Regions from separate parts of the Oryctolagus cuniculus genome. Here region 2 is linked to region 1. The links are chromatin contacts, called in public Micro-C maps. All regions are on one chromosome and are shown on one strand. The core of a region is the stretch at or near the end of the contact, and the rest is flanking DNA. Distances in the headings are between cores, read along the strand shown.

Region 1 (3,694 bases), core at 919-3,418:
CATACTAATGAAAACCAACAGGACAGTGTTCATAGATAAATAAATAAGCAGTGAGGTAACCCAGTCACAGATGGAGACAACAGTTCTAAATGAGTGAAACCACATCACAAAAGTAGTTTTCATTTTAAGTGCTTATGCTGTTAAAAGAAAAAATTAATTCAAGAGGTATTTCGGGCATGGTTCCCTGAACATGTGTTGTCTTAATAAAAAGCTTGTTAGCTTCATCAGTTAAGGAAGTCAACATGGGGAAGCTGGTATTTCCTTGATTCTCAACTATACCAGCACTAAAACAAAAATAAATCCCAACCTAATTAATTCTATTTTTGGTCTAGTTTCCAAGGCAGTTTTCACAGACTATTCTCAGCCCACTGTTTCTAGCTTTGTAACTTCAACCTGCAGTAACAGAAACTGTTACATTTTCTATTAATTCCTTGACACATAATCTCTCACAGACTCATTTTATTCCAACTGCCATCAAGAGTAGAAACAAAGTGTCACTCCATTGATTCTCAAGTTTCAGTCCTAAATTCAGAGTCCTTTGTTTCTTCATACTATCACGTGGTCTGTTCCTATCAGTGCTTTATAGCCTGGGTTCCACCAAGTTCATCAACATTAACTTTTCAGGTGGGCTCTTTCCCAGATCAGAACTGCCAGCAGGGATCAGAGGAAAGAGAATCAAGTTCCAGTTTTAAAAGGCACTGAACTTGACCTTGGACAATCCACTTTACTTCTGTGATTCAAATGGCAATTCAGCTCCTCGGTTCCATAAAAACAATACTTCTAGGAATACTTCGTGCCTTCAACTCATCAAGTAAAATGAAAATTTATAAACAGAAGGTTTTATAAAACAATCTATTCTTTGGCCCAATCTCCTAAACCAGTCAGATCCCTAAGGTCATAACAGTGCATTTCTCCAAAAGTTCTTACTGGTTCCACTGCCTAATGCAAACACAGCCGAATGGACTTTTGCTAGCTTTAAACAGAATAGTCGTGGTGCATTCAGGTATTGTTAACTGTGCAGCAAGGTTCATCTCTGGAAAAGGGAGTAAAAACTCCCCATCAATTAACTTGTCGGAAGACTGAAGAACCGCACCGTCTGCCACGGACTCCAAAGAGGCTGGAAGGTCACAACTGTGTCACGTGTGCGACAGTCTCAAATCTGCAGAATCCATCACACTGGGAGAGGAGTGTGGACTCGGGGTGGCACGCGGGGCGTCAGGATCCAGTGACGGTCGGCACCGAAGGCGCACGTCTCGAGTTTAGTCCCAACTTTGCTCCCTCTACCGAGAAGCCGAGAGCGGCTGCAGCCTCCAGAAAACTGCAGCTCCAAGCGGGGCGGCTTCCATGCGATCCCCGCACCCCGAGAGGGACGCCGGATCGGGAATTAAGCAAATGCAACCCAAGGGCATCACTCAGCTCTCCCGCGCCGCAGTGCTCGCCGTCATCCCGGGGAAAGGCACCGTCGCTGGGGTCTGACTCCCCGAGCCCACTCCGGGGAGGAGAAAGGAGAGCCAGGCCGGAGTAAGGTGCAGCGGACAGCCCGCGCCTCCTACCTGACATCCTGCGCGCCCCACCCCGCTCCCAGGTGTCCCGAACCCAGGCAGAACCCTGCGGGGCTTGAGGGCGCGCCTCCTGCAGCTCCACTTACTTTGTCGCTGGTGCTCTCGGTTTCGTGGTCGCCGCCGGCCGCCTCTCCCTCGCGGGGTGGCGGCGCCACCGCTCCCCCGGGGCCGGGGCAGCCTCCGCGGTGCCTCAGCTCCAACATCATCCGCTCCAGCGCAGCCGCGGCGGCCTCCTCCAACGCCCCGAAACCCGAGCCGCACGCGGGGTCCCGCAGGCGGCCGCGCACTGGACGCTCAGCGAAGCCACTAACACCCCTCCAGCATGGAGCCGCCGCCGCCGCCGCCGCGCCGGGTCACCCCCAAAACGGCAACAACGAGCGAGCGCTCGAGGCCGCCTCCAGCGAGCGCGGCGCCGGCGGAGGGGCCGCGTCGGGGTGCGGGGCAGGCTCGGGGCGCCTGGCCCGAGCCGAGTAGGCGGGGACGCGGCGGAGCGCGGCCGCCGGTTGCCAGGTGCGCGCCTGCACACACAGGCCCCAGGTAGGAGGAGCGCAGGGGCGGGGAGCGAGGGAGGGAGCCTGACCCGCTCTGGCGCCCGGCCACACCCCGCCCCGCCTCCCGGAGCCGGACCCACGAGTCGGCAGGTCCCCGCCGCTTCCACCTGGGTCCCGGTGCCGGCCTCCCGCAGCCGGGTCACGCGCCTCACGCCCCGCCCCGCCCCTCTGCGCTGCACTGCGGCGTCCTCGGCCCCGCCTCCCACGCGACGTCACGAGCCGGCCCCGCCCGCACCAGGTGGGCGCTTTGCGGGAAGGTGGCCGGGATGGGAGGGGACGGGAAGAGCGCGCAGGTGCAAGAGGGCCGGCGCGGGCCGGGCGCGTGGACGCGAGGCGTGAGAACCTGGAGGGGAGCCGCTCGCAGACGCTGGGCCGCGCTGACGGCGTCCCGCTGCGAGCCCAGGGGGGCCGCGGTGGCGTCTGGAAGCGGAAACCTGTCAGGCAGGACTGACCCGTCAGCTCCGCGGCATTCCAGGCCGCTGTCATCACCCCGAGGACGGGACGTGGGTTTGCCTCCCTTGGGCGTCCGGGTACGCAAGGGACGGTCTGGCCAGCACGCAGACCAGAGCTCGGTCTTGGAGGAGCTGGGTGTTGAGCCTCGCCAGGTTTACTGCCTCGGGTCCATAGAGAACCCGTGCTTGCCGACGACGATCCGGGCTGAGCAGTCAGGGACCTCGGGCTGCTCACGCTGGAATAGGAAGGTCACAAGATCCGTGTTAATTCCAGCCCCAATCCTGTTAGATTAGCTTTCTTGACAGGGCTGCCACCTGGTCCTTACTGACAGGCTGACAGGCGGGGAGGGAGGGAAGGAGAGAGAGAGACGGAGACGGCCTTCGTGCAAACACGGTAATATTCAAGAGAGCGCCCTTATGCAAATAAATCAACTGTAAATTTCTCAAGGTCATGACTGACAGTATCACATAAGGAACGTGTTGCTCTGAAAATTTAATAGCAAATGAGACCACCTGAAGTAGGATGCATGGACAGCAGGACATCATTCTGCCTCACCAGACATCACCTTTAAAGCTGTGGGTTCAATTTAGGCTGCCATATTTTCAAAAGAAGGTAGAGAAACCGTAAGTTGTTCCTTACGGGGAGAGTAATAACAGTGGCAGGAAAGGAAAGTCTTTTGACTGACAGACATTCACGTGAAGACAGTAGGTGACTGAGTTAACCAGTTGTCCTCCATTTCCTTGAAGGACTGGCTGCCCGGTGGCCAAGAAGAAAATCAAAATACAAAACTTGAAGGCAGTAGTTGAGGTTTCCGTCTCTGGCTACCCCACTCCACCAGCAAAATGGATTAAAAGTGCCCCTTTCCAACCCTCCCAGGAGCCAAGAAGCCTGGATTTTAGAGCCACCAACACCGGTAACTGGTTGTGTGTCCTGTAAGCCATTAGGCCTCGGTGTATGAAGTGGATAGCGAGGAGGACAGCCTCTGAGGTCCACTGCAGCACTCACTTGATGGGAATCCAGCTTCCCTTTCCCCAGTGCCTCAACAGGGACCTGGCCTCGCCAGGCACCTCAACACCTTCTTCTGGCCCATCAACCTCATAGCTGTTTTGACATTCTTCTCCTTTTACT
Region 2 (3,314 bases), core at 260-2,759, 410 kb before region 1:
GGGCAAGGTGAACCTTGAGCCAGTGCCCCACAGAGGCAGACACTGGGACCCCCAGAGTGCTCACGAATCATGTCAGCTGCCTTGGTCGGTGGTGCTGAACCTTGTGGTAGGCTGCAGGTAAATCATTACACACGGGTCTGACCCCACAGGCAAACTGGCTTCAAAAAGAAGCCAACAGCAAGTCCAGCTCGCTTCATGTTTGTTAGCGGAAATCCTGAAACTTGTGTAGACTGCAGTGTTAGGAAAAACAAGTTTGTCGTTAAAGCCAGGGTATTTCCACTTCCCCACTCCAAGCCTCAGGGAGCACATTGGTAACTGCTGACTCGGTTTGTCCCCATTGCAAGGACTGAAGCGTGACCCAAATTGTCTCCTGGGCTGAGCAGGAACAAACAACAGAGGGACAAACCGATGATCCCCTAGCAGTTCCAGGTTTACCTAAGACTTCTGATCTGGTCTAAACACTGTTAGGATTGCAAAGGTCTAAATAATGCCCTTTCCAGGAGGGCAAAGGGAAACCTAACATTTGAGGCCACTGACTCAAGGTCAAGGACGGAGGGCAGTGTTGGAGAGTGGGCTCTCCGGCTCCTGGGGCCAACAATGGACGGCGGCCACCGCGGAGACCCCGACGGAGTTCAAAGCTGCGTGGTACAGCACTTGGCGCGGGCAGCCCTTGGCACTCCAGCGGGAGTAACAGGAACGCGCGGTCTTGCGTTTTTCCACCTCCGTCTGACAGCATCCAGCAAATGGGTGCAGGGTGAGGGAGGGCTGGAGGAACCCGGGTTGTCCTTTAACAGCTGAGTCTCTGGAGACCCTGAGGCTGAGGAGGGTGAGAAACAGCGGGAGAGGGGGCAGCGGGGTGCGGGAGGGAAAGTGGCGAAGCGGCGGGAGTGTGTGCTTCGGGAAGGCGGGGGAGAGGGGCCTGAGAGCCAGCGGGGGCCCCACTCCAGCGGGGAGAATCCGGTGCCCGCCGCCTGCAGAAGGGAACGGAGGCGGCGCCGAGCGTGAGGGGAAAGCGGGAGGCGAGGAGCGGGAAGGAAGTAAGGAAAGAGGAAGGAAAGACAGGAGGGGGAAGAGGCAGCGAGGCTGCAATTTCTGCGGCCGGCGCGGTAGGAGGAGCAGGAGAGGAAAGAGGAGGATCCAGTCAGTCAGTCAGCCAGCCAGCGGGAGGTGGAGAAAGCAGGAGGAGGAGGAGGAGGAGGATTAAAGATGGCCACCAACAGCTGCGGGAGACGGCAACAACCCCTCACTTTCCGGGATGGTCCCTGCGGGTCGGCCCGGCCTTGATGGAGAGGAGGAGCCCGAGGAGCGCGGAGGCTGAGGCGGCGGCGGGGACCCAGCGAGGAGGACGCGGCCGAGCAGCGACCGGGGCTGGAGAAGGGAGAGGCGGCGGCGACGCTGCCCCGGCCGCCTAGCGCCGCTGCCCGCCCCAGTGGACCGCTTCTCGCACCTCGCGGCCGCGGAACCGAGCTCGGCCCCGCGGCCCCGTCCCCAGCAGCGGGGGCTCCCGGGCCCCGCCGCGGACGCCGCGCCCGCCGCCCCTTCCTCGTCGTCAGCGCGCTGCGGGCGCGGAGCCCCGGCCCCGCCGCGGTCCTCGCTGCGGGGCCAGGCCCGCCCGCGCCCTCCCGCCGCCCCTCCGGTGAGTGCCCCCTCCCCCCCGCTCCCTGGAGAGGCGGCGCTGCCCAGGCCCCGCGCGCTGGGGCCGCTTTGTTCGTGCGGGGCGGAGGCGCTGCCCACTCGCGGCCCTCCCTGCCTCTGCTGCCCCTGGAGACAGGCCGCGGCCCAGCTGCTGTCCTCCCCGGGGGCCGGCGGCCTGGCCCGCGTCCTCTGCTGCGGCCTGGAGAGGGCGCCGTCGCGGTGGGGTCGGGGTCACGGGCGGCGGGCGGCTGGGAGCGGAGCCGGGGTGTTTCGGGGGATCGGGGAGAAGACGGCTGGAGGTAGCTTCCAGTTAGCAGTGGGGGCGTAACCTGGCGACCCTGGGCGCCCAGGCGTGGGGGTCGGGCCCGGCCCCTCGGCGGCATCCCGCGGGGGTCTCTGTTCCCGCAGCCCCCTGCGCCCGGGTGCAGCCATGGGAGGCCTCCATCCCTCGGGCGCTGTCTCCAGGGCTGCGGGCCTCTCCTGGCTCTCCGCTACTACGCCCAGTGCCGGAAGCCTTCTCGTTGGCCAGGGACCAGCGATGCTCGTGTTCCCTGGACAGGGGATGTGATGGCATCGCAGACATTCACGGTTACAGCAGGGTTTCAAAAGCAAATGTGACCTTTTGACCAAAAGCCATCTGGCAGATGTTTGAGCCTGAGGTGCAGCGTTTCTTTGATTAATTTTGGGGTCTACGATACTGGGTCTTCCTTTCAAAGGAATTATTGGATAAAAGCAGCTAGAAAGGATGTTTACCATATATGTGAACCCTTGCTTGGACTTCGAGTACCCTAAAAATGGTTAAGTATTTTCTGTGGGGAAATGGTGCTGATGCATACGACAAACTATTTTTAAGTAATGGGCATGAGTTGGTTAGTGCCAACTGGTTATTATGTAGTCTGAAGACCAAACAATTAAAAAAAGAAAAACAGGTTTGGAACAATTCATTTCTACCATCAAGTATCATAGCAAGTAAGTATAGCAGAAAACAGAACCAAGAATATGCTGAATTATAAAAAACACACACCCAAGCCCAAAGAGAATGTGGTGTTGTTACACAGATCTAGTAAAAAATAAATTCCACTTTAAAAAGAAAATTGAAACGTTGTTTTAGGGCTCTATGTTTAGGAATTAGCTTTGTGTGATTTTTTGCATTTAAAAATAAATATTGCATTAGATTGAGAACTCTTCCTATGATATTTGAGCACTCGTGGAATGTGTTACACTTTGAGCCATTCTGTCTCAAGCTGCTGGAAATACGGTTTTCTAATGAATTTCTTTTCCTGAGTTGAAATTGACTCCTGTGAGAAATAGGCTTCTAACTTAATTTCTTCAGAAAGGAGATGTGAATTAGAAATGATAGTAAAATCTGTAAAAAACTAGTAAAAGTATACTATTCTGACATTTGTTGGATTTTCTACTTTGAAGATTCTTAAATTCTGCTGCTCACCTTTACAGTTTGAAGAGTTTACCTTAGGCATTGTTAATTTCATGTGCTTCAGAGGGTCCTTGAATCCCTACAAATCATATGCTGAATGTAGCCTGTTTTTTCAGTCTAGATAGAGAATCAACATAGTCATCACATTCTCAGAAAGATGGGGCCCCACAAAAGATTGTGAACCACTCGATACATAATTAAAGAGTATATTTCCTGTATTTGGAGGGTTAAAAATCTTAAGGAC

The links. Hi-C and Micro-C count contacts between places; a contact is called where the count stands out from the background.
Region 2: a Micro-C map of ear pinna shows a contact between it and region 1, with 4 times the contacts expected there. The contact joins the promoter of WDFY3 here to the promoter of CDS1 in region 1. A contact is called at or near these places in 2 of 6 Hi-C or Micro-C datasets (ear pinna and an unstated tissue).

The regions. Positions count from the first base shown.
Region 1 is chr8:79,804,661-79,808,354 of mOryCun1.1, reverse strand. It overlaps CDS1 (CDP-diacylglycerol synthase 1), which reads right to left and starts at 2,168. Exons shown (of 13, transcript XM_002717047.5): 1 at 1,649-2,168. The coding sequence starts at 1,768.
Region 2 is chr8:80,213,444-80,216,757 of mOryCun1.1, reverse strand. It overlaps WDFY3 (WD repeat and FYVE domain containing 3), which reads left to right and starts at 1,509. Exons shown (of 68, transcript XM_070047898.1): 1 at 1,509-1,636.